Regions from separate parts of the Mus musculus genome. Here regions 2, 3, 4, 5, 6 and 7 are each linked to region 1. Evidence: chromatin contacts called from public Hi-C, Micro-C and promoter capture Hi-C data. All regions are on one chromosome and are shown on one strand. Each heading gives the region's core, a stretch centred on a gene start, on an enhancer-like site or on the middle of the called end of the contact. The rest is flanking DNA. Distances are from core to core; before and after follow the strand shown. Region 1 holds the start of Klf3 (Kruppel-like factor 3 (basic)). Region 2 overlaps 0610040J01Rik (RIKEN cDNA 0610040J01 gene). Region 3 holds the start of N4bp2 (NEDD4 binding protein 2). Region 4 holds the start of Pds5a (PDS5 cohesin associated factor A). Region 5 overlaps Rell1 (RELT-like 1). Region 6 holds the start of Rell1 (RELT-like 1). Region 7 has its middle 21 kb from the start of Gm25608.

What was found. Promoter capture Hi-C pulls out the DNA fragments that hold promoters and counts their contacts. Hi-C and Micro-C count contacts between places; a contact is called where the count stands out from the background.
Region 2: a promoter capture Hi-C map of the C10 cell line shows a contact between it and region 1, with 5 times the contacts expected there. The contact joins the enhancer-like site here to the promoter of Klf3 in region 1. A contact is called at or near these places in 2 of 39 promoter capture datasets (the C10 cell line and liver), 1 of 484 Hi-C or Micro-C datasets (uterus) and 1 of 115 datasets of contacts at active chromatin or transcription factors (forebrain).
Region 3: a Micro-C map of embryonic stem cells shows a contact between it and region 1, with 3 times the contacts expected there. The contact joins the promoter of N4bp2 here to the promoter of Klf3 in region 1. A contact is called at or near these places in 1 of 39 promoter capture datasets (liver) and 2 of 484 Hi-C or Micro-C datasets (B cells and embryonic stem cells).
Region 4: a Micro-C map of embryonic stem cells shows a contact between it and region 1, with 5 times the contacts expected there. The contact joins the promoter of Pds5a here to the promoter of Klf3 in region 1. A contact is called at or near these places in 1 of 484 Hi-C or Micro-C datasets (embryonic stem cells) and 1 of 115 datasets of contacts at active chromatin or transcription factors (memory CD8 T cells).
Region 5: a contact with region 1 is called in a Micro-C map of embryonic stem cells, with 3 times the contacts expected there. The contact joins the enhancer-like site here to the promoter of Klf3 in region 1. A contact is called at or near these places in 2 of 39 promoter capture datasets (the HPC-7 cell line and cranial neural crest), 1 of 484 Hi-C or Micro-C datasets (embryonic stem cells) and 6 of 115 datasets of contacts at active chromatin or transcription factors (bone marrow-derived macrophages, embryonic forebrain, embryonic stem cells and 2 more).
Region 6: a contact with region 1 is called in a Hi-C map of B cells, with 14 read pairs. The contact joins the promoter of Rell1 here to the promoter of Klf3 in region 1. A contact is called at or near these places in 7 of 39 promoter capture datasets (cranial neural crest, embryonic stem cells, erythroid cells and 3 more), 10 of 484 Hi-C or Micro-C datasets (B cells, LSK cells, adipose-derived mesenchymal stem cells and 5 more), 6 of 115 datasets of contacts at active chromatin or transcription factors (astrocytes, embryonic stem cells, memory CD8 T cells and 2 more) and 1 of 9 other capture datasets (adipose tissue).
Region 7: a contact with region 1 is called in a promoter capture Hi-C map of hippocampal neurons, with 2.5 times the contacts expected there. The contact joins the enhancer-like site here to the promoter of Klf3 in region 1. A contact is called at or near these places in 4 of 39 promoter capture datasets (the HPC-7 cell line, hippocampal neurons, neutrophils and 1 more), 1 of 484 Hi-C or Micro-C datasets (cerebellum) and 1 of 115 datasets of contacts at active chromatin or transcription factors (bone marrow-derived macrophages).

Annotation. Positions count from the first base shown.
Region 1 is chr5:64,802,173-64,804,846 of GRCm38.p6, forward strand. Klf3 (Kruppel-like factor 3 (basic)) reads left to right here and starts at 1,349. Exons shown (of 6, transcript NM_008453.6): 1 at 1,349-1,619. It overlaps Gm38457, which reads right to left. Exons shown (of 2, transcript XM_006504241.4): 1 at 1,878-2,674; 2 at 198-1,787. The coding sequence starts at 2,117. The coding sequence ends at 1,323.
Region 2 is chr5:63,825,860-63,828,533 of GRCm38.p6, forward strand. All of the region lies in intron 1 of 0610040J01Rik (RIKEN cDNA 0610040J01 gene), which reads left to right. Among named protein-coding and RNA genes, the nearest start is that of 0610040J01Rik, 15 kb to the left of the region's middle. Within about 2 kb of position 1,337, at least 99 of the 459 cell types and tissues checked have an H3K27ac peak or open chromatin away from gene starts, as enhancers often do. A contact at or near this core is called in liver and uterus, where this site is marked.
Region 3 is chr5:65,762,180-65,764,853 of GRCm38.p6, forward strand. N4bp2 (NEDD4 binding protein 2) reads left to right here and starts at 1,342. Exons shown (of 20, transcript NM_001024917.1): 1 at 1,342-1,411.
Region 4 is chr5:65,696,908-65,699,581 of GRCm38.p6, forward strand. Pds5a (PDS5 cohesin associated factor A) reads right to left here and starts at 1,329. Exons shown (of 33, transcript NM_001081321.3): 1 at 843-1,329; 2 at 1-30.
Region 5 is chr5:63,935,562-63,938,235 of GRCm38.p6, forward strand. It overlaps Rell1 (RELT-like 1), which reads right to left. Exons shown (of 7, transcript NM_145923.4): 2 at 2,245-2,472; 3 at 462-533. Among named protein-coding and RNA genes, the nearest start is that of Rell1, 32 kb to the right of the region's middle. Within about 2 kb of position 1,345, at least 76 of the 459 cell types and tissues checked have an H3K27ac peak or open chromatin away from gene starts, as enhancers often do. A contact at or near this core is called in bone marrow-derived macrophages and embryonic stem cells, where this site is marked.
Region 6 is chr5:63,967,565-63,970,238 of GRCm38.p6, forward strand. It overlaps Rell1 (RELT-like 1), which reads right to left and starts at 1,333. Exons shown (of 7, transcript NM_145923.4): 1 at 1,082-1,333. The coding sequence starts at 1,169.
Region 7 is chr5:64,021,779-64,024,452 of GRCm38.p6, forward strand. No RefSeq gene overlaps it. Among named protein-coding and RNA genes, the nearest start is that of Gm25608, 21 kb to the left of the region's middle. Within about 2 kb of position 1,378, at least 32 of the 459 cell types and tissues checked have an H3K27ac peak or open chromatin away from gene starts, as enhancers often do. A contact at or near this core is called in cerebellum, hippocampal neurons and neutrophils, where this site is marked.

The DNA of each region.
Region 1 (2,674 bases), core at 99-2,598:
ATTGTACCTTGTAGTTACAACAAGGAGTGGGGAATCTATGTATCACTACGTTTTAAGTAGTACCATGCCTGGCTGAAGCATCAAAGTGAAGTGAGAATGGTGAACTTACAGGGCCTTTAAAACATCTTGAAGTAATAACAAGCCATAGACTGAAGCCGGGTTGTTTTAAAACATTACACAGAACTAAAACAATTGAACCAATTTGTCCTTTGTTCTTTTTATTGCGTTCCTTATTACATTAATACTGTTTTAAAAGGAAACTCAAAAGCCTCCGACTCTAGCCTAGCACCAAGCTCAGCGAAGTTGTCCTCGCGCTGGCCTGGTTTCCACGGAAAAAGTGCCTTGAGGCTCTTAAAGTGTGAAAGGAAAGGTCCCGGGGCTGAGCCCCAGGCCAGCCAGAGCTCTCGCCCCAGGTGGGAGGATCTGCCCGAAGTTTGCTAAATTTTCTGGCAGCAAGGCTGACCAGCGAACGCCTTTTCGCTCCAGAGCATCGGGCCCTTGGGGAGTCGCACTCCTCCGGGGGTCTCCACCTTTCCAAGAAAAGTCCCTCCAGGCTGGAAGCGGCCCCTGCAGGGTAGGCGAAAGAACAGGGGCGACCCGAAGTCTCCGAACAGCGCCAGCGCGCAGGCTGCAGCGCGACCCCTGTGCACAAGGCAGCGATCGCTCCTGGAGCACCGCGCTCCCCGACGTAGGGACAGGGCATCCTGGGCCGCAACACCCGCTCCACCGCCCTCTGCCCGGGAGGGGCGGCCCTTCCCGCGGGAGCGAGTGATTGACGGCCTCGCTCCCCCACTCCTCGGCTCGCCTGCGAACCCGGGCTGTGTGTTTTGGAAGCGGCGCTAGGGGCCGTAGAGCGTGTGACGCCCGGAGCGGGCCAACGCCGCCCTTCCTTCCCCCCGGGGCTCGGGCCGCAGCGAGGAGGCCAGGACAGCTAGGGCGGGGCCGCGGGCTCAGGGCGCCGGGCGGAGCGCTCAGGCGGGGTGGAGGCCCAGGGTGGAGAGCCGGGCGGGGGCCGCTCACGCCCAGCCCCGAGGCCGCGCCGCGCCTCCCGGGACAGGTCGAGCCGGCGGGGCGGCGCCCGGCTCCGGGGAATAATGAGTGTCTGTCAGGCTGGCCCCGGGTGACTGGGCGGGGCGCGGGCGGGGGCGGCGCGGGAGGCGGGGGCGGGGAAGGGCAGGGCGGGGTGCGTGTTTGCCAGTGACTCGCCGACCCCTCCGGCGGCTGCCTCCACCCAAGTGGGTGGGGACCCCTCCCAGCCCGGGCGGCTGTGGCGGCTCCCGCTGCCCCTCCCTGACCCTCCCACCCCGGCTCCCAGCCTCTACTTACCCCGCCAGCCCCGGGGAGGCTCGCAGAGCGAGCGGCGCCGGCGTCATGTGACTGCCCAGAGTTGGTGCCAAGGAGCCAGAGGGGAGCGGGGAGCCGAGCCGCGCGGAGCCGCGGCCGGAGCGCAGTGCGAGCGCCACCCGAGCCAACCCCACCCGCGCGTCCGTGCGGTCGCGGTCCCTATCCCGGACGCCGTCCGGCCCGAAGCGCTTGACCTGCCGGCCCGCGGGGTTCCGGGCGCCGGGGAGCCGGGCCTGGGTTTCTTGGCCGCTGCGCTCGGCACCGCGCTTGGCAGAGTAAGTCCCCGCGCCCTCACCTTGCCGTCCTGCGCCCCGCTTTGCGCCGCATCTGCTTGCTTCTCTCTCTTTCTCTCCTTTTTTTTTTCCCTTCGGAGAAAGCAGGACGCGGAGAACGGGTTCGGGGTGCAGCGAGGGCTCCTTCGGGCTTGGGAAAGTGCTTCGGAGCTGGGGTGGAGGAGCGAGGGGGAGGGGATGGCGGGCGGGATCGTGGGATAGGGGAACTCGGTGGATTGGGAGCCCGCGGGCGGGGCTCACCTGTGTGGTCCCGGGTCCCCCGCGCTCGGTTCCCATCGGAGCCCCCGGCGCACCCCGCGAGCGGCCGCGTTGGAAGGAGCCAGGTAGCGGCGAGGCCGCGCGCCTGCTCCTCCCCCTCCCGCCTGGACTCGGGGCTCCCGCCCCCCGCCCGCGCCCCCCAGCTGCCGCCCAGCAAACTTGGAGCCCAGCCTCCAGCGCCCCTGGCGAGAAACTTGGGGGCGATTGGGACTGAAGAAGCATCCCCTTTTCCGTACCCGGAGCGCGCTAACTGCTGGGTCATTTGGCTTGTGGGGGAAGGCAGGGGGGAGGAAAAGAACCACCGAGGTTTGGAGAGACTGCCTTTGGGGACTTGGAGAGAACCTGCCGCAGTGCCTGAAGCAAAGGATTGCAGCGTGGCTAGCAGTGCAGAGCGCCTTCGGTGTTAGGGAACCGGAGCCCTGTAGGGACCACAGGACAGTGGTGTGGACCAGAACCTTTGGATAGCTTGGAGGTGGCAAATAAGAGTTGGAATTGTCATATCCATGTCTTTGGCGGATAACAGAAACACTTCTGTAAATTTTTACTGCAGTACTTACAATAGTAGTATTTTACAATAATACTAATTGAATATGAATGAGCCTTTGAATAATTCAGGTTAAATGGACACTGGATAATGTTTACCTTGTATTCTTCAAAATAAACACTTTACACAGAGTCATTGAGATTTTATTTTACACGGAGTCATGAGATTTGGTTCTAAGAACTTATATTTTTTTTCCTCTAATATTGTTGGAGATACTTTATTCTCAAGAGTGGTG
Region 2 (2,674 bases), core at 87-2,586, 980 kb before region 1:
TCTTTTATAATGGTTTGAGAGTTAAGGTGGGGGGTGGTGGGGGGCAGAGGAGCCAATCACCTCGGAATGTAAAAGAAAGCAATATACTCTTGCTAGTCTCAGCTGGGACAGATCAAGAAACAGATCTTTGCCATGAAAGCACAGAGGGAGGGAAAGAGGGCACTGTACCTTTAAAATCTGGCTTCTGTTTTCATTTGTTTGCTTTGGGTGGCACATGGAAAAAAAATATTTGCCTACTGGACGATTACTAATCTTCATGTGCTTGCAAATTACTCTCTCCCCTAAAAAGGCGCAGTTAGTTCAGTGGTGCTTCGTGTTGGCTTTAAATGCTTGCAAGTAGAGAAGAGTTTGCTCCAAAATTGGCAGCATATTTTATACCTGAGAGTCGGGTCCTAGAGAAGATGCACTAGGGGCCCTTTAATAGCATGACTCTGTCAGAGCCCGTGCTGGACCTGTAGCTATAAATCGTGCTGGAGCCACCTTCGTCAAGGGCTCTCTTTATAAAGCACTTAGCAAAGTTTGAATGAACCCTAAAGAAATAAGACTTCCAACTTGCAAGGAGTTCTGGTTCACTCAACAAATATGCATTACACATTTCTTATATGTTGCATACATTAGAAGGTAGGTCAACCCTCCAGAGGACTTCCAATGCAGAATTTCGGTTTGCAAATAAAGTTTTTGAATACTAGCTCTTTACACATGTACGTGACCATTGGAGAACCAAAACTTTAGAAGATATCATTGCAATAGAGTCTACTGGGAGCCAAGAGCCACAATGTAGCCAGTTACCAGCAAGCCCTCTACCAACTGAGCTACACACCAGCCCCCAGTCCCCCAGTTCTGCAAGGGGTTTTACTGGCTGAAGTCAAAACAGAGATACAGAAATAAGGTGATTGGTGACAGCCAGGTATTACTGGGGTATGGCTTGATTAGTTGGCTTTCTCTGGTTGGATAAAACTCAAGGATGTATTACTTGCATATACTCCTAAAACTCCTTTGTCTTCTTACTGTAGGTTGTTCTGTGGGAACTGAAAGTGTAAACAAGCCCCGGGCTGTTAGCCTCCTGGTTATTTTGAGTTAACAGTACCCAACTGCAGACTTCCCATTTCCGGAGCACTAGCTACCTAGGACTTGTGCTCTGCTGACCCGGACACAGAAGTAAATGGTCTTTGTATTCCTCACTGGGCTATTCCTCATAGTCTCCCGAGACAGAGAACTTTGAGTCACCCTCAAAATGGAATGCAAATTGTGCTTCAAGGAGTGAGAGATGGAAGAGGTTATTAGAGCCCTAGGGGTCACTGTATGCCAGGAAGGAAGGGGGTGGGACTTCTCAGAGAAGCATGTTCTCAAAGCGGAGGAATGAGGAAGCTTTGAGTGGGGAAAGAGGTGGAGAGAACTGACTATAAATATTTAAATTCTGAAAAGCAGAAGAGACCGGGAACCCAGTTTCTAATAAGAGATGCCGGTGACTATCCCGGTAGCAGGCCTTCAGCCTAGTTTCTTTCACTGAAAATCAGGGTTTCTTCTCTGGTCAGTGATTGCTATGAACTGTCCTCTTGCTGGGGGCTGGGGGGGAGTGGGGAGGATTAGCATTCTCTCCTATGTCTGTCCTCTTGAGTGCTGACCTCTAGGCTTGGCGGCCACTGTTGTGTTTTATTTAAAAAAAAAAAAATGAAGAGGAAGGGGTCTGTTTGGTGGAGGCATGGTATGGTGTGGGGGAAGGGGGAGTCTCTATGGGCCTATGCTGGGGCATCCCTTCCCCATGAGGTACCAGTCACATGATGGTATAGTGCGGTATAGAGTTTATTTAGGACATGCAGGGAGGAGTTGAGGGAGGAGAGAGAGAGAAAGAGAGAGAGAGGGAGAGGGAGAGGGAGAAAGAGATCAGCTGTGAGCACGTGGAGGGGGAGGGGAATGGTGAGAGACGGGGTAACAAGCAGGAGCAAGAGCAGGAGAGCAAGAGAGCAAGGAGGGGGCAAGTAGCTCCTTTTATAGTAAATGAGGCATACCTGGTTGTTTCCAGGTAACTGTGGGGCAGAGCCTAGAGGAAATGCCAACAGCCACAACCTTCTACCCTACCCAGGTCCACAGTGTAGCCACTCCTGAGTCAGCCCTACTGCCTTCCCTCCACTCTGCCCCGTGAGGCTGACCTTGAATAAGGTTAAAAACAAAAAAGCTAAACCTCCTCTGTGTATGTTCTTACTGCATCCCCCATTCTCTGGAATAAAGCACACCAACTCTAACTCTCTCTCTCTCTCTCTCTCTCTCTCTCTCTCTCTCTCTCTCCTGAGTTTCTAAACTCTAGCAAATAATAACAAAACACAACATAGGAGTCAACTCTCAATAAACACAAGTACATCTTTTTTAAAAGGAAAATAAAATCTAGAATGACCGTAGGCTCTAACTTTGGATGCTCTGGCTGCCTCTTTACTTGTTTCTCTTTGTATAGATTTGTTTTATTCTTTGGGAACTTCCTAGTGGTTTAATCACATCCATGTCCCTCTCCCAACTCCTCCCCAGTTCCTACACTCAAGTTCGTGGTTTGTTTGTTTGTTTTAATCTTCCAAGAGAAGTTTGTATCACCCCACTCTTCTTGACTGTGTGTGTAGTAGACTTGCCTGCACCTCCACTCTTAGAGAAAACTGCCTCTTCCAGCAGCTGTTACCAGTAGCTC
Region 3 (2,674 bases), core at 92-2,591, 960 kb after region 1:
TTGTTCTTTACATCTGTGAGAATTTTATGGGTTTGATACTTTTCTTTTGACATAGTAAGCAAAAGTAATTCAGATTGGGTGGTGCTGTCCCTTGAAATATATTTTCTAATGTTTAAGAATTCCCCCCTTTTATTATTTGGACTTAAGATGTGATAAATCCTTAACAGATGTTCAAAAGAAATTCAAGAACTTAAATACAAGTTTTTATTATCACGTTGAACATATTTCAGATGAACAAAATTAATATAAATTTGCTAGGTTTGTTTGAAGTCTATAATTACTAAGTTTCTTTCATTTCAAAAGTGGCATATATTACAGTTATTAGGCTCCTAATAGCTGCTTAGAAACAGATTAATGTTAGGTTCTCAGCAGTAGCTACTTACGCTCGGGATTGTAGACTATTAAATTTCTTTTGTTTACCATATTTAGAATAAGCCTTAATAAAGATGTTTGTATAGTATATATTTTTAAACACTGAAACTCAAGAGATCTCTAAAAAGACAAAGAAAATAAAAAACACATCCATTCATATTCTTTTCTGTGTGGGAGATTTCATTAGAACATTTATTTGCTTAAGTACACTAGTTTCTTTGCTTAAATACACCAGTTTCTAGAAAAAACCCCACTAGACCATTTGCTCATTGAGTGTGAGAATGTTCAAGCCAGATCTAAAGGGATTTTTTTCACTTGTATTCTTTCCAAATCTACATTCAGTTTAAATAATTGCCATAACAATTGACAGATAATCTGTCTCTCTGATGTGGATGAATATCAAGAGGTTATTTTACTACGGGGGGGGGGGGCAGTGAAAAATACAAAGTAATTGCAAAGAGAGAGGAAAGTCCAGGAGAAAACAGACACAAAAACAAAAAGAACAAAACTAAAAACTCCGAAACGACCAGTAGCATCATTAATCAGAAGGCTAGAGAGAGACACACACTTTTGTACTCTGATCGTTTCATGTCAGGACAGAACAAATTAAGCAAGGAAGTCAGAGTCCAACAAGGAAAAACATGGAGCGGGCTTAGGGGACGGGCTAATCATCCAGGATCGTTAACAGGGAAAGGGAACACTGTTGCTTTTTCTTGGCACCTGAAAACTCCAGCTCCACACTGGCAAAGGCCGCAGCTCTTTTGGGCTCAGGCCAGCGGGTTCCGACCGCACGTTGGCGGCGCGGGCTGGATCCCGGCAGCCTCCGTCCCGGTTGCTGGGGCCGCGGGGCCCTTTGTTCCCGCGGGGCGCCGCCGCCCGTCCGCCCCGAGTGAGCGGGCCCCCGTGGGGGACAGCGCGGGGCCCATCGCCTCGCCCCGCCGACCTCGCAGCTGCAGTCCCGCCCGCCCCAGCTCCTAGTTCCTCCCTCGCTGCCCAGGGCCAGAACGACCTTGTTTTGCTTTTCGGGCTCGGGAGAGAGGTGAGGGTTAGACCCGGCCGCGGCTCACCGGGGCGCTTACACGGGCAGCAGTAGGGGGGGTCCCAGCGCCTGCCTTTCCCCGGAGCCCTCGGGGGACAGCGGCGGGCCGCAAGCTTCCGGGAGAGCCTCGGGGGGCCCCGCGGGTCCCGGGCTGCGCCTCCCGCCAGGCCCGGGACTCACTTCTCGTAACGGAGCCAGCGAGGCGCCAGCACCGGTGGGCTCGGGTCTCCGGGCCGGCGCCGTGGCGGGCGCGGGCCGACGCATCCTGGAGAGCCCGGGGTGGGTGGGTGGGGGGTGTGCGGAGCAGCAGAGGTCGCGGCCCCGGGGCGGGGGCGGAGATCCACCTGGCTACGTGGCAGCCATTGCGGCGGCCGCGAGACCCCTCCCCACGCGGCCGCCCACCCGCCCTCTCGCGGCGGGCTCCTGCGCGGCTGCTCTTCCCCGGTCGGACGGAGAGCGGCAGTGTGTCCTCGCTCCGCACGCTCGCTGCGTCTCCCCCACCCCCGCCCCGCGGACACAGCTGCTCGCCAGCCCCGCGCCGCGCCGCGCCGCGCCGGAGAGCGTAGTGGCTGGCGGCGGCGGGAAAGGGTTGCGGACCCGCGGCGCTTACTCGACGACACGGCCCGGGGGCTTCGACGCCCCGCTCCCGCAGCAGGTAAAGGCGGAGGTTGGCGAGGCGGGCGGCGGGACTCGGGGAGGAAAAGAGCGGGAGGGGATCCCGGGAGCGCGGAGTCCCAGAGGAGGAGGGCCCGAGGCGGGCGGCGAGCGAGAGACGCGGCAACCCCGGGCAGGCACGGGCCGGGCGGGCGGGCGGGCGGAAGGGGAGTGAGGCGTCGCGGGAGGCGGGCCCTGGCGCGGGGCCCGAGGCCGAGCGAAGGCGGGCGCCGCGGCAGCTTCCCCGGCAGCTCCTCCAGCGCCTGGCGGGCCTCCAGGCCCCGACACACCCCTCCCGCCCCCGGATTCTCCGGGTGCCTTCCCGCCCCGACTTGACCTCGCGCCCCTGCGAGCGCCCCGCCGTTTTCCCAGGCCGAGCCTTGTGGGAACTTGGGCCGCCTGCCCGGGCTGGTAGTGCCCGTAGAGCTGTTTATTTACTCACTTCCAAACCACACGCACGCACGCTCGCTCGCAAGCTCACTCCACACCGGCAGGCTGGCCTCCCTCCGGGCGGGTGCGCCCGCGACCCTCACCCCTTCCCATCCGTAACTTTCCCTCTCGCTCTCCGAAAACCGGGCTTCGAGAGACGGAGTCAGACCGCGGGGCAGT
Region 4 (2,674 bases), core at 79-2,578, 890 kb after region 1:
AACTTTTCTCTCACAGTCCTCTACCGGCCTCTATCGGTCAGAAAATCAAAGTTCAGCGGGAAAAGGGGCGACTTTGTAACCTCTTTTTCATTTCAAAAATCTCTAATCTAGAAAGGGCCCTTTCTTCCCCCCGAGGCCGGGGACCCCGCCACTCGCTCCTTCCCTGGGTTTCGGACCCGGCTAGGCGTCCGCCACCCCCACCCGAGCCAGCCCCGGTGCCACGGGGTTCTCGGCTGCAGCAGCCCCGGCCGCGAGAGGCGCCGAGCAGCTCCCGGAGTTTCCTAGCCCTCTTTTCACAATGAAATGTATCCCCGAGCACCTAGGACGGAAGTTTGGTGGCCTCGGGGGGACATTGAGGACCCAACGGCCCCACTTGGCTCAGGAGAAGCGGCTGGGTCCCCGCCTGGCCGGTCACCTCCGGGAAAGGAGACTCGAGGCCTAGAGGGTTCAGCTTAGGCCGCAAAACTAGGTACCCAAGAGGACCCACGCGCGGCGCCGGCGCCCGGGAGCAGAACGCCATAGCCGTGCCGAGCCCCGGGCTCCCGGCGTCCCCGCCGCGCGGCCGCCCCTCCCCGGCCAGCCCGCCACCCCCGCCAGCCGCCCGAGCCCCTCGCCAGGAAGCGAAGGACCCGGCTCCGCACTTCACATTTTTGTTCCTTAACTTCAGCAACCGAGCCCGGCGGCATCTCAAGCCCCTCGGTCGCCCGGCGCTCCTCGGCACCGCCAAGGCCTGAGCCGCCGCTCCGGGCAACCCCGCCGGGCCTCCGCGCGCGCCCTCCCCTGCGGTCTCCCCTTCCGTCCCTCCCTCGCCGCCGAGGGCGCGAGCCCGGCCGCCGCTTTACCTCCTCCTCATGCGGGCGGACGGTGCAGCGAGCGCCGGGCCTCTGTCAGGTGGTTGCGCCGCCGCCGCCGCCCCTCGTCGGGCTGCACACAAAGCGGCTCCGTCCGTCCCGCCGCCGCCGCCGCCGCCGCCCGCCCGCCCCGGAGCGGCGCTGGGGCTGGCGGTGCCGAGGAGCAGCCGCCGCGGGGGGAGAAGCGGGCCGAGCGTGCGCCGGCCGGGGCGACACTGCCGCTCTCCGTCGGGCTGAGGAAGCGCAGCCTCGGCCGCGGCTCCTCCGAGAGCCCGCGCGCGGGTGCACGCCCGCGCGTCCCCCGCGCCCGCCCGGCCGCTCGCTCGCTCGCCGGCCGGCCGCCCGCACCTCGCGCCCACCCGCACCAGACGCCCTCTCGCCGCGGCGCGCTCCCGGCCCGCCCGTGCCCCGCGGAGCCTGAGCGTCGCCGCGCACAGCCGGAGCCCGTCACGCGAGCGGCGCGAGAGCCCGCGAGAGCACCGCGCGCCTCGCTCCCGCCCCTTCTTCCGCCGGCCGAGCCCCCGCCTCCCTCGAGCCCGACGCGGCCGCGCGCGTGGTGGACAGCGCCGCCACCCGTTTGGCGCCAAGACCTGCCCGCGCGGGCGCCTCCGGGGGGCCGGCAGCCGAGCCGGCGCGCGGAGGAGGAGCCCCGGTGGCGGGAAGCGGACCCCGGGAGGCGCGGCTTTGCGACACTCCCGGCCACCGCTGTCGCGGAGTCCGGGGCTCTTGAAGGCTTGGCTGGCGGGGATGTGACCGGACCGGTGGAGAAATGGTTAATTATCTGGAGAAACGGCTGCTTTCCCCTCCAAACAGAGCTCTGGAAGCCGAGGCAAAGTTTTACAACTCGGGCTGCTCATTCTCGCGTCTTCCGGAGAGTCGCCCTAGGTCGCAGCCTACGACCTTAGTTAGACTCCTACCATTAAGGTTTTCAAAGCTGCAAAATAGGAAGTTGGCATGCGATCTCAAGCTATGGTGCCGGGGCTTCTGGCCTCCCAGTCATTTTGGGTACAGGCTGAAAACACAGACTAGGGTTCCTGATAGTGAAGCCCAGAAGAAGAAAGAGGGAGGGTGTTTTTAGAGATTTACAAATTACCTATGTGAATCTGAGACCTCTTTTTTTTTTTTAAGTTGTGAATACACCAAAGCTCTACTTTTTCTCTCCTCCAAAGGAAAGGCTTGCCAAAGAAAACTTAGTGCAGCGGTGCTTGAGCAATTTAAGGTAAATATTGAAGCGAATGAACCTGAACAATACACACATAATTTCAGGAAACCACCTTTTAAAACAATAAGCAAGCCGGGCAGTGGTGGCACACGCCTTTAATCCCAGCACTTGGGAGGCAAAGGCAGGCGGATTTCTGAGTTCGAAGCCAGCCTGGTCTACAGAGTGAGTTCCCGGACAGCCAGGGACAGCCAGGGCTACACAGAGAACCGTCTCAAAAAAACAAAAACAATAAGCAGAAGGGGGTGATGGTGGTGCACGCCCTTAATCCTAGCATTTGGGAGATAGAGGCAAGCGGATCTCTTGAGTTCAAGGCACCCTGGTCAATCGAGCTAGCTCCAGGACGTCAGACAGCCAGGGCAACAAAGAACCCCTGTCTCAAAAAAAGTAAAAAATATTAATAATAATAATGAAAAGAGGAAGAAGCTAGGCCGTTATGGTTCACGCCTTTCAACGGGAGGCAGAGGCAGGCAAATCTTTGATTTCGAGGCTAGCCTGGTCTACAGAGTAAGTTCCAGGATGGCCAGGGAAACCCTATCTCAAAAAAACAGAAAGAAGAAGCTGGCAGCAATTGAATTTATACATTGTTCTTTAAAATGCCCAC
Region 5 (2,674 bases), core at 95-2,594, 870 kb before region 1:
CTCTCACTGAACCTGCAGTTCACCCATTGGCTGGTGTTACAGGCACGTGGGCCCTGGCCGTCACTCCCCAGTTCTTACCAGGATGCCTCAATTTCTTCCCAGTTCAAACTCATGTCCTTAAATGTGAAACACAAGAACCAGCTAAGATGTGAGTCCTTATGACTCCCAGCACATCGCTTGTGCTACCCTACACAGTTGTGTAATGTAACTCTCACTCCATAGGAGGAAGCTGAGGCTTTATAAAGTCACGTGATACACAGCCTAGAAGCTATCGACCTTCCTGGCCCTTTGCTGTGCTGAAGCCACCAAACACCACCAAGGCAACCTCTCCTGTTGTGACAGTGCTAAAAGCTGAGGAGTTACAGAGTTCAGGTAAAAGCCCTGCGAAGCCATTCAAATTCTGACTCTAAGGAGATTTTTAAATAACACTGAGATGCCCCAAAGCACGAAGATATCCTTACCTTCATTTTTCATAATGTACTGGACAATCTGGCCGACCGTGTCACTGTTCTCATTTATACTGTCATTCAACTCTAAGAGAGAAAGAGGACAGAGCGGCGTTACGATCCATCACCTGCAACAAGTCAACTAGACATTTATCTGAGAGCCTAAGGCCTCGCCGAATACCTTCCAGAAAGTTTAAGCACCCTCACACAGTGCAAAGAGTCTAGCTTTAATCCTTCAGCCCCACCTTCCCGATGCCACACGTTTTTGAATTCCTGGGCTGAACACGCATTTATAAATTAAACAGAAAAGGCGCAGGACTGTCCAGCATCCCCTTGCTTTGCATGACACTACAGGAGTGCATGTATCTCTGCCCCCACGTTCTCCTATCTTTCCTTATTACCTTCAACCCTCTGGAGAAACAAGAAGAAGGATCACGAAAAGGTTTTATCGAATCTCAGACATGCTGTATACAACTGGCCTACTGATTAATGGTTTCAACTGAACAAGTAAGTACTAAGTATTCATCCATGTTTATAAAACTCTCTTTTCCTTTGAAACAAGGTAGCTAAATTTGGGCACTGGTTATTTGTTTACAGACTCAGTTTACTTTGGGGACCCAGCACGTGACAGCCAAGTCAGGCGGAGAAAGAGGGGCAAGCCTCCATTTGGAAACCGATCTGTATAATTTATTTAGCAGGACCAGCTGAGACTGGATTGAGACATTGTACAGACTGGGACAACAGCACACCCATGTACCTGCAGGAGTGTCCTCTGCACCCCAAGGGAGGCTTCTCCCCTATGACCTATAGATGTTTGGACAGTCACAGTGGGGGCTGATGCCTGAGCCAGCCTGAGCCAGCCTGCTTCGTGGGTTAGAAGGAACAGCGGGGGAGGCCCTGCTCTGTTGACAAACACTCAAGGCCGGTTTGCTCATTCGCTGAGCGTGACTCATCCTGTTCACCCATGTTCCCCAGCCTCAAAGGTCAGTGGGGGTGGAAAAACCAACAGTCCAGCAAGCTGGCAAGCCACCACTGAGAAACCTTCCCTGCCGGTAGGCTCCATGGGTGACCTACTCCAAATGTCACCTCCCTGCAAAGATGGCACAGAGGGGCTGAGCTGGATGAAGAGTGAGCTGCCAGTCCTGGGACCCATCAGGAAACCTCCCTCAGGCAGGACTGGATAGGAATATCAGTGAGGAAGACATGCTGTGGATGGAGGTGACCCCACCACAAGCTATCAACATATGTGCAGAGGGAAAGATGAGCGCCCTGACACTCACATGGAAGCACCAGTTCTTGCTGCAGCTCTACCGAACTATGACAAACATCTATTCATTAATAATATACAGTTCAGTCACATGGACTTCAATGAGAACTCCTCCAGTGATACTTAACACAGCAAACCCGATGAGACCCGTTTCACGTCCCTACCGTTCTTATTAGAATCTTGATTCAATAAGTAACAGCAAGGATTAGGCTTATGAGTAAGTGCCAATCACCAAAACACCTTGTCTCAAAATTTCACATTAACCCTTCAAAGTGGAGAGAAGGTACCCTCATTAAATTCACTGTCAATACAATTAGAAATAAATATATACCATACAAATAACAGTCCCGGGCTACCAGGCTCTGAAGTAAACCCTCAGCAAGCATTCAATAAATGCAGGCAAGGTTTCAAACTCTGATTACTGCAGAAAATAGTTTTCCTCATAAAGAAATGGATTATATATGAAGTTTTGTTTTTTCCACTTAGAACCCACTCCTCAAGCCATTTCCTTTTAAAGCAGAGGTTACTTACCTATCTTTTCCACCTTTTCCTCTTCGACTTCCTGTTCCGCCTCTGTTGTACACCGGTAGCCTTTCTTCTTAAGTAAGTGACAGATGAGGACACCAAGGAGACCCATGACGAAGAACACAGGGACGAGCACGTACGCGATGTATTCCGGGTGTCCATTCCCAGGGTTGTTGGTGGGTGACGATGGAGTGGTCTCTGCTCGGGAGTGTAACGTGTGGCTACCAGTGTTGTCTACAGAGAGGGACACACACGGCTCTGTTAGGTGATGGCGACAAAGCTCTGGGAATATTTCCATTACATCAAAGTTTTGTGCTTCAAAGGCTACGAGCTGTACACAGGTCTGGGGATCCCGATAGAGGGGGATAAAGGGTGCGAGCATAGGCTCGAGCTGACACAGTCTAAGTCACCTCCTGAACTATGAGATCTCTTAAGA
Region 6 (2,674 bases), core at 83-2,582, 830 kb before region 1:
CGTTCTGATGCCCATGAAAAAGTAAAGGACAAATGAGAAGCAGGCTCCAAAGCTCCGAGTGACTAGAACATTCTCCAAAAAGAAGAGCAGCACGTATATTTTATAGAGAAGACAGTCACCGTTGGAAGCCTTCCAGCTGCTTATTATTTGGGCCTGAAGAGGAGCCACCCCTGAAGGCAAGCTTGGCAGAGCCTGCTGACGTAAGAATCAGCCTGTGGTAACCCCAAACGGCCAGGAAGGCTTAACTTTTTTTTTTTAAGTACTGCAGCGAGGTGGCAATTAAGAGGGGGAAACAATTATTAAGAATCCCTGGTGTGTGCCTTATAAAAACAGGAGCACAAGGCAAAGGCGTCCTTAAGTAAAAGGTAGACCTCTTAGATTTCAGTTAGAAACTCCCGCTGATGGCTTGTAGTTGAAGACAGCACTCAGCGTCTCGGCTTGGTGGCTTCCACCCCGACCACAGAGGTTCCTTTTGTGATGACAGGATTTGATACAAAGAAAAAGCAGTATACATTATAGATGTCTTTCCTCTTTCCCGGCCTAATTTATCCAGCATGTATGGGAAGGAGTGAGAAATTCCCGACTTACTAAAAGAATCCATAACCACCTGCAAAGACTGGCACTTTCAAGGCTTTAACATAATGAAAAGGAAAGAAGAAAATAAAGCGAGGAAGGAGGCTGGAAAGCAGAACCCTATCCCGGGTGTCAAGATATTCGCCTGGTGAGGCCTCTGAGGACCAGGACAGTAGAAAGGGGTCCACGGCTAGGGAGAAGGCATCCCAGGAAAGCGACATCCTGAAGAATCCGAGTTGGGGTCCCGCCGTTTTTTAGAAGCGGCGGGGAGGGAAGGCGGGACCCCGGCAGGCGGGTGGGGAAGGACTGGAGCCGCGCTGCGCGCCGCACCCTGCCCGGGCCACCCCGGGACACCCAGATGTTCAGAGCCAGATCCGGTAGCACAGCAGGGCGCGCGCAACTCAGGGCGCGGCGGGGTTGTGGGCTCGACCGACTCGTCGAGCCCCTGGCTCCCTTCCGTGCGCAGACCCAACTCACCAGGCGTCCCGACCAGGACCAAAGCACTCACCGGCGGCCACCAGCGGCGAACTCACAGCGCCTCCCACGAACACTGAAGCAGCAAGCACAGCGGACCCCGGGAGTCCCCACAGAGCCATCGCCGCGTCCCTCTGCCCTCCTCGCCCCGGCCGCGGCGTCCCGGGTCGGGGTAGACGGTGCAGCTCGAGGGCTGCCGGGTGGATTGAATGCAGGAGCTCGGCCCCCGCGAGCCCCTACCCGCTCAGCCTGGACCCGCCAGGACCCCGCCCACCGCACGGAAGCCCCGCCCCTGATCGCCGCGCCCCGGTCCCTTGAAGCCTGGACCCGCCTCCGCACGCATGACCCCGCCCCCGAGTCCAGGCCGCGCCTCTCCTGTCACTCCCGCTTCCCCTCTAAACCCTTGGGTCGCGTCAGCCGCGCGCCCAAGCCGTGGCCCCACCCCGAGCCCCGCCCACTGCTGACCCTCTCCGCCTCCTCTGCTGGGCGGGCTAACCCTGCCCAGCCAAGTGGCGGGTCTGCGCGGGAGCCTCAGGCTGGGGCGGGTTACTCCCTTCTCCTGGGTCCTGGGACTAGTCAGATGCGGGAAGAGGAAGGCAGAGGTTAGGCCAGGAAGCCCAGGATGGAGAGCAGACAGGACCAGCAGTTTCAGAATGGCGCGATGTTTTTTTTTTTTTTCTCAATCGGAGTCTTTACCCAGTTAATTAACCTTCGTTAGTGGTCTAGGAAGGAATGCTACGTTCAAAGTCATGGTTGATCGTTTAAACATTAAGGAGAATAAATTAAAAAAAAAAAACTTTTTTAATTGTCCCCATCCCATTCTGTCTAAGCTACTTCTATTGAGGAACACGTCCCCACACACTGGTTGTTTGCTTGCGTTGGACTGGGTTTTGTTTTAATCATCTTGCAAACACTCCCCTGGAACAATTCTTCAACTTTCCAGTCACTTCTGTCTTCATATCCTCACATCAGCTCGGTAAGGTGAGTATTATCCCCATGTCACCGGCCAGGAAGTGAGCTCATGAAGTCTGCATGACCTGGGCCACCATGATCCATGTATCTCCAGTGTTTGCTTGCAGGTTTAATCTCAGCTCCTGGCTCAAGGACAGCATGCACTAAGAGGGCAGAAGTAGTTGTTAAAGGGGAATGTACCTTTTTCTGACTAGCTTCCTTTTAACTAACCAATAGCCTCGTTTTAACTAATCCGTGGAGACTCCACACAAGGTCCTTAAAGCCCAGTCCTGACAGATGTGAGCTGAATGGAGGGTGGGTCTTCAGCCCCTTCTGTAAACTGACTGGTGGCCTCTAATGCTCAAGGGGGAGTTATTTCTCCTCTCTAACACCCTCCACCCTTCTGTTACAAATAGCAATGATGTGAGAATTACCAGGGAGAGAAGCTGAAGGTTGGAGGCCCTGCCCTTTGAGTCAAAGACAGGAACTATGGATCCTATGCACAATTTGTGGCACATCCTGTAGTCTGACAAATGTATCAAAGGGAAAGGTCTGAGAAAGAATGCAGAGGAAAGACATTGTGCTGGCCAGTTTTTTTTTTGTTTTGTTTTGTTTTGTTTGTCAACTCAACACAAACTAGAGATTTGTCTGAGAACCTCAATTGGAAAAAAATATC
Region 7 (2,674 bases), core at 128-2,627, 780 kb before region 1:
CAAACATCTGGGAAGGAGCACACACCCTGGTACCATATTCTTCCCACTTTGACCTCATCTTTTCCCTGGTTTCCCACATCCTCACAGTGTACCCATGAGCCCCATCTTAATGAAGGGCAGGAGGCATACCTGGGGAACTAAAATTAGAGAGAAAGTACTTATTTCTTTTCTATCTTCTTCCACCAAACCAGAAGATGGTATTCTCAAGATCTGGCCCAATAACTATTTACATCAGAATCTCCTGAGGAGTTTATTATTCATCCCACATCTGTCCCAACAAAATGTCTGGGATAGGCACAAGAATCTACATGTTTAACTTGACTTCAGCCAGATTCTTCCGCCCACCAGGCACAACCTCCTCCTCTGAAGAGCTCCCGTGTTTACCTATAACAATAATTTCTTTGTTTTTTAGACATATGTTCTCCAACGTTTTAACTTTGGAGAGCCATAAATATGCATACGAATGAGCAAATGTTATATCTGTCTGTGAGTTTTCACCTATGAGTTTTGTCTTTACATCATGTTCCTTGGTTCCATTAATTTTTTTTTTTTTTTGAAGTCTTGGGCAGGATTCTTGCTCCCCATTTGAATAGACGAGGTTGGTCGGTTTAGACACGGTTGGTCTGAGGTGATAGCCAATGAGTTTTACTCCTTTAGTATTGGTAAAGAGCGAAGATTTAAACTGAGCCCTTCTCACATAGATGCCAAGGCCCTTTATCCACACCTGGTGATCTTGGGCTATCACAATATGCACGTGTCCAAAGAGCTAAAAGTGCCTTCCTCTGAGTATCTCATTTACTGCTGTAGTATAAACACCTCTCTTACAGTTATCCCTATTTGACCACAAAGAGAATATAACAAGGCTCATGTCTTCACAACCAAGAACACTCACCTCACTAAGTCAAAATCGTGCCGTTGCTGCTGCATGAAACGGGATATAGACTTACAAAGTGTAAAGCAGCCTTTTCGGTCAAGCCAATATAAACTCATTCAAGGATAGATGTATTAGATGACAGGATATTTGAGAATGCAAGCTGAGCATAGGCAAAGGGCAAGGTTCCAGGGTGTGAGAGTCCTTAACGTAGGAGATGGTAAAGCTTTTCCTGATTGGGCTTTCACAGAGCTGGAAGCACCCGGATGCTCTCAGGCGATGGTCTACAGCACCCACTTGTAGTTCGAAACTGCGCCTTTAAGTACAAATCATTACTAATTTGTTTTAAACATGTTTACATCCAAGTTGAGAGGCTAATGTTTTGGGTTAGGCTTTCAAAACTTGTTTTATAGAAGCGTTTCTGAGAGATGGCTCCCCCACTGCCAAAGAAACTGCACAGGAAGTTGCAGACAGATGGCAGCGACAGGAGCTCTGGGGAGCACAGAACGATATTCCATATGGCACACCGTGCGAGGCTTATGAAAGTGCTTCTGACATCCAGAAACGGATTAGCCAGCAGTCGCAGAGAAACGAAACCTCCTTTGGTGACCTTCACCGCAGGCCAGGAGTTCATTCCACATAGCACCCAATACAGCTGGACAAGTTCAAGGAAAATGGGCAGAAAAAATCCTCAAAGTTAAAGAAAAATGAACTGAAAAGCCAAGCAACCAACTGCAGAGCCTTAACAGTGATTGTAGCTTCATCTCTGAGTCAACCACCCCTTGGAGAGGTGTGTGGCCTCTATAGGAAGACAGTTGGAAGTTTAACATGAGAACATTGTAACCAGGGATCAGAGAGTGGGTAACCTCAGGGCAGATAAGGCCCACTGCTGAGAGCCCAAGAATAGATACTACATTTTCAATGGATAGAAAAGTGTCAAAAGAAGAAAAAGATTTCACAACACTTAATGTGTTACAAAATTCAAAGTTTGGTAGGGAACTTCCAAGAGAATCCCAAAATAGCTGGTAAGGCCTGTTCATTTGTTTCTGTTTGTCTGCAGTGGTGTCCCCGAGGCAATGGCAGAGTTGAATAATTGTGACAAAGACAGCCTGATGTGCGCACCTAAAGGATTTATTGTCTGTCATTTATAGAAAAGCTTTGCTGGCCCTTGTTCCAGCTTCAGTGATTTAAAAATGAGACCCAGAGGCCTGCCCCACTAAGCCTGTCCTAGCTAGCTGTCTAGGGCTGTTTCAGAGACTATGACCACAATTGACTTGCGGAAGAAAGGGTTTATTTGCCTTGCATGTCATGATCATAGGCTGTCATTGAAGGATGCCAATGCAGGAACTCAAGCAGGGCAAGAACCTAGAGGAGAGAACTGAGTCAGAGGTGGAGACAATGCTCTTTCAGCTTGCTTGTTTTTGTTGTTGTCATTTGTTTTGTTCTTGTTTTATATACAATACATATGCATATATAACACATATGATATATGTACATGTGTATATAATACATATGTATATTCCTGTGTGGTTTCTTTGGCAGTACATACACACACACACACACACACACACTCAACTGAGGTTCAGTGTTCCTAGATGCCCCAAGCTTGTGTCAAATGAATCAAAAACAACAACAACCACAACCACAAAAAGCCACCACAACAACTACAGAGGGTTTTCCAGAAAAATAACTTCTTTAGCACTAAAGACTACGCACTCATAGCAAGAACTCATTCTGACTTGAGTTTCTTAGCCTGTATGGTTGCCCTGACATTTGTGTGACTATCTTCTGCATGGCACTATA